Regions from separate parts of the Mus musculus genome. Here region 2 is linked to region 1. A link is a contact called in public HiChIP or PLAC-seq data. All regions are on one chromosome and are shown on one strand. The core of a region is the stretch at or near the end of the contact, and the rest is flanking DNA. Distances in the headings are between cores, read along the strand shown.

Region 1 (2,636 bases), core at 59-2,558:
TGCCCCGAGAGGTCTGCTGTCAAGGCTTGGTACCCAGCTTGGCATTGTAAGGGGTGGGGTGGAAACTTGAGGGCAGCGGTTCTCAACCTGTGGGTATCAATACCTCTGGGGGGGGTTGCATATTAGATATTTAAATCACAATTCATAACTGTAGCAATGAAAACAGATTTATGGATGGGCGTCACCACATCATAAGGAACTGTATTAAAGGACCCCAACCGTAGTGACAGTGAGAACCGCTGCTTTAAGGGGTCCAGGTCATTTGAGGTCTTTATGTCTTTGTAGATGTGAACCCAGAGGACAGTGGGACCCCAACCCCTTCTCGTTTTCGGTCTCCTGGGGCAGATTTGCCCCCCAGTCATTTCTGCCATAATATCTGAGCTCTACATGGAGCCTTCAAAGCAGCTGTACCCAATCCAGATGGGAATCTCCAAAGCCAAGCCCAAATTAACCTCTTCTCTCCAGAGACGATCCTTTGGGGCATTTGATATAGTCACAGAAGGTTAACAGAAATACCCTCACTTCTTTGCCGAGGTTTGACATTTCCCATAAAATAAATGGAGCCACGATTTTGTCTTGTCCTTTGGGGCTTAAGGACCTCACAGCTCAGTGAGTTCCCCGTAATGGACAGGAATCACCTGCCTGAGAGGAACACAGCAGAGCTAGACAAACATAGCAGGTTTCAGGAGCACTCTTCCCTGGATAGCCACTTCAGCCTGAGCCTCAGACCACAGACATCTGCAGGACCAGGAACTTGGGATGATATAACTGTATCTTACCACCTAACTTTGTATCAGTTATTGGCTATTAGGCATCTGGGTTTCCTAAAATATAGGCAGGGGTTCGGTTTTGTTTGATTTTGTTGGTGTTGGGGTTGAACCTACCACAGTGAGCTCTATCCCCAGGTTCATGGTCAGGGCAACAGTAGCTTCTGAGGTGGAAGGTGACACTGAAGCCCAGGCTGCTTTCTGCAGTCCCACAGGGTGTAGTTGCACCTCTGTGGCTTGGGAGGAAGAGGGTAGATCTGCCTTGTGCATTTGTTTCCTAGGACACTCAGGCTGAAAGACCATAGTGGTGAGTGGCTAAGCTGTGTTTTAAAAATACTTTTCCTACATTTTATTTGAAAGACCTACCCAAACCTAAATCTTGCTTCTTCTTTTTTGCTCTGCTATTGTGAACCGGAAGGATTTGGAAGTAGGGTGAGATTGTGGCCTTCCCCTCTTAGTTCATTTTTTTGCTGTGTCATTTCCGCTACTTCTGATGCTGATGTCTGGGAAGGGGAATTACTCGAATCCCCTAGAGGATTGCAGTAACGTGCACAGCCCCGGCGCTGTCTGCATGCTCACATCAGGAGTCTGCACGCTCATGTCAGGAGCTCATGCTATTGAAATTTTTCTTCCCTTTCTTACGTGTTCCGTTCCTCTCCCGTGGGGCTGACCCAGGGTTCACGTCAAGGTGGACCTTGCTGTTGAACAGACTGGTTCATAGGGAAAGGCTAAAGAATTCACATTTTCTATCCAGGCTGAATCCCAAGCAGTGTGATTTCAGCGACCGACCGAGGATTTTTGTAGGGAGAGCTGTAAAGCAGAGACCTCTCTGAGACACCCTGCAGTGTCCATGGCTGCAGCTGGCGGGTCTAATTATAGTGTGGGAAGCCCCTTAGGAATTTCAGAAAGTGTTAGCAAAAGGCCCGAAGCAAATGGCAGCTGTTTGCCTTGGGCACCAGGGAGCCAAAGTCCATGTATAATAAAAATAGCATGCCCTAGCCAGCCTTTGCTGGCCTCAGACACTTACAGAATCACTCTCCTTATGGCTAGTAATTAATAATAGACTGATGGCCAGTTATCAAAAGGGTTGGCTCCAGAGATCTGGGAGCAGGGGGGACACATATTCATCTTTCATAGTTTAATACTGAAAGCATTGGCTTCCCCAGGACACATTAACTTAAAGGTAGCCAAGCAAATAAATATTGCACAAGGTTGTTTGGAATATCAGGATATTACGGGTGCAGCTGTACCCTGCCTGGCCTCATGATGATAACATGAAGGAAACCCCACCTTCTAACATACGATGTGAGAAGTAGTCTGTAATGGTTTTTTGTTTGTTTGTTTGTTTATTTTGAAATAAAGACTCAAACACAAGGACTACCAGCAAAGTGACAATGATTCATTCCCATGAGGAACTACATGCCCAAGTCTTCACAGAGTTGTGTGTCATTTTAGAAAACCATGCTACTTCCAGCTAGGCTCTTGGACAAGCAACCGCCCCGCCTGCCAGCTAAGGTTTTTCCCACAAATGCTGAGAGCGTCATCCCGGCTATGCTTCAAGAAAGGCCGCTGCCACGCTGCCTGCTGATGTTTTCCTCCAGCAGCCACCCATACTTGCTCCTTCTTGTGAGCTCAGCCCCGCCCGAGCTCTTTCAATCTCTGGTGGCTAGTTCCACCAAGCCGCCAATAGACCACCCTGTCTGGTCTTGCTCAGCTCCTGGTCAAAGGCTAGGTGGAGAATATACTGGCCCATCCTCCTTGGCCTCCGCAGTTGCCTGCCCAGGCTACAGACTATTGATGCCCCAAGAGACTTTCATGTCTGCAGCTTCTTATCCTCTCTGCACCTGGTCTTCGTCTAATCCTCTCCAT
Region 2 (2,636 bases), core at 53-2,552, 75 kb after region 1:
ATCTTCATCTGAAGGTTGCTAGGAGAATACTGGCCTCCAGACAGCTAGGACTAGGGTATTAAAGCCCACACCCACAGTGACACACCTAGTGCAACAAAGCCACACCTCCTAATAGTGCCACTCCCTGGTCCAACCATATTCAAACCATCACAGTGCACCTCATTGTTCAAGAGAGGGGCAGATTGAGAAGCAGCGTACAGAGGAGCAGACGACCAGAGACGTTAAGGGACTAAGCTCCATGTGACATGCATGAGTCTCTGTGTAAAGTGATTCACTAGCAGTGTTATGGGCTACACAAAGGGCTTGCAGAATGGGTATCAGGGAAAAGTGTTCAATGATCATATAAGAGTTCGGAGGCATTAGGAGCTCCTGCCGGGTGCATGAGGGTGAGGGGTGACCTCTCGGGGGCAACTGACGACGGCTCCTCTTTCCTAAGGCTTTGAGGTGTGTCAGAAGCAGCCATAAAGGAACGTGCACCCTTTATCCTCGTATTTGAGTTAATTACCAATGGTACACAAGCTCTGCAGACACCAACCAGTGTAGGGAGCCTCTCTGTTCCCACCAATGAGCAGCTAGAACTGGAGAGAAGAGTAGGGTTGGGTCGTCTAAAGGCTGGATGGGGGAGCTGAGTTAGAAAGAAGATGACTACCAGATCCAGCTGTGCTTGGATAAGGGGGGGAAGAGCTCCAGGGTTCTGTAGCTCAGTCAGTGCGTAGCGTTGACACGGAATCTCACATTTCAAAACACCGAGCAGGAACGATTTAGAATATCCCCAGCATTGAGTCACGAGCCTGACTCAGGAGACAAGTATCCCAAACGATCCCTAATCGGATGGACACATCTACAGCATGCTCCAGAAATATGTACAATTATTATGTGACCATAAACACTTTGAATATTTTTTAAAAAGAGAAGAAAAATTCCTCCTGATCTTCCATGGAGAGTGAGCTGACTCTCTCCATCCCCTGGCCTGGTTGTTCTGCTCTTAGAGACGTTAGATGCAGTGCTAAAGGACGGAGTTTAGTCAACAGCCACAGTACTTACTAGGACCTCCAGACAACAGCCGTTTTTCCAACACCCCCCCCCCCCCGCCCCCGAGGAACAACAGAATCAAACACAAAGCTGGGGAAGGCAATTTTCAGTGCATTTCCCAATTACCCCAGTTACCTGCGCAGACAAGAAAAAGATCAGCAGTAATCCTAGCTCCCATGCCCGGTGTATTTGATTCCCTCACCTTGGTGCCTCGCCACATAAATAACTTTTGCTGTTAATATCAACACGCTGGTTGTTCTGCGCTCTTTGGAGGAAGCCCTTACATATAAGGTCGATGCCCTCTGCTGGCCTGATGCGTTGTGACGCCTACAGACACTGAAAGCAGGGGGTGGTGCATCTGCAATCATATCAAAACATGATACAGAAGAGCAGATATTTATCTTCAAAAGCTTAAATGACTGACAGAACATCCTATGAAGATTCTCAACAAGATGGGGGATAGGGAAAATGGGCTCTTGCCCGCCTGGGATGGTCACTATGGAGTCGTGTGAACAGGCGGTACTCTAACCCACAGCAGGACACACAGGAGACCTCGGCAGTATCATAAACAGCAAGGTGTCAGCTTGGGGAAAGCGTATGTATTTCCATTGGGTGTTAGAAGGTGTCATCTCTCTGTCTGCTGTGGACGGCTTCGACATTTGTGTTAATTGAGTTCAAGCCCTCATGCTGTTGAAAACCCACCTCGGATGAGATCAGGTTGAACTGGTCTCTGGGAGGAATCCATGCGTCTCCCTGATTTGAGTTTGGATTTTGTAAAACACATGATTGTATAGGCACCTCATGCCTAACACAGTTACCCTACATGTCAAGCATTTTTAAGGTGAAAGATAACAGATAAAAATAAACACTGATTCCTTATCGTGAATTCTGTACATAATCGCTGACTCAGTAAGTAACAGAGCGTTAGGATGGACTCTTAAGTCTGTATGTTATTATCTGCAGAGTTTTTATTTATAATACCAAAGATCACCTTAATCTTTACTGTTTGTTTGTTTTATTTTTAGTTTGAGCAATTTGAAAGCACCATTGGGTTCAAGTTGCCAAACCATAGGGCTGCCAAGCGCCTCTGGAAAGTGTGTGTGGAGCATCATACATTTTTCAGGTAGGAAGCAAATATTTAGGTTTCTTCCTAACAGATTTTTGAACTGTTGGAGCCACTTTTACTAGGGCAAAGAAAAAGTTGTAGAGGTAACTGTCATGGATGCTTTCTGCTCCTGTAATGAGAATCACTCGTCTGAATGTTCCTTCCTTTTTAAAAATATACATGCATATATCTCTCTCTGTGTGTAAGTGTGTGTGTGTGTGTGTGTGTGTGTGTGTGTGTGTGTATGTGTGTATGTGTGTGTATATGAGTGTGTGTGTGTGTGTGTGTGTATGTGTGTGTGTGTAGGTGTATGCATGTCACTTTACACATGGAGGCCAGAGAACAACAACCTTGGAACTCCCTCCTCATTTCCCACGTGTTTAAGACAGGGTCCATTGTTCACCTCGCTGCTGTGTGTTGTTCACGAGACTAGCTGGGCTCTCCTGGCTCAACTGTCTCTCTATAGATAACGCTGGTATTACAGGATCTACCCTCTATA

The links. HiChIP or PLAC-seq counts read pairs in DNA pulled down with a chosen protein or histone mark.
Region 2: an H3K27ac HiChIP or PLAC-seq map of embryonic fibroblasts shows a contact between it and region 1, with 18 read pairs. The contact joins two enhancer-like sites. A contact is called at or near these places in 3 of 484 Hi-C or Micro-C datasets (muscle stem cells and nephron progenitors), 2 of 115 datasets of contacts at active chromatin or transcription factors (embryonic fibroblasts and embryonic stem cells) and 2 of 9 other capture datasets (adipose tissue and pancreatic islet).

The regions. Positions count from the first base shown.
Region 1 is chr17:69,180,108-69,182,743 of GRCm38.p6, forward strand. The region is part of intron 1 of Epb41l3 (erythrocyte membrane protein band 4.1 like 3); the gene reads left to right. Among named protein-coding and RNA genes, the nearest start is that of Epb41l3, 22 kb to the left of the region's middle. RefSeq lists an enhancer at 517-2,390. Within about 2 kb of position 1,309, at least 174 of the 459 cell types and tissues checked have an H3K27ac peak or open chromatin away from gene starts, as enhancers often do. A contact at or near this core is called in embryonic fibroblasts, muscle stem cells and pancreatic islet, where this site is marked.
Region 2 is chr17:69,255,314-69,257,949 of GRCm38.p6, forward strand. Epb41l3 (erythrocyte membrane protein band 4.1 like 3) reads left to right here. Exons shown (of 23, transcript NM_001355734.1): 10 at 2,058-2,155. Among named protein-coding and RNA genes, the nearest start is that of 2410021H03Rik, 21 kb to the right of the region's middle. Within about 2 kb of position 1,303, at least 45 of the 459 cell types and tissues checked have an H3K27ac peak or open chromatin away from gene starts, as enhancers often do. A contact at or near this core is called in embryonic fibroblasts, muscle stem cells and pancreatic islet, where this site is marked.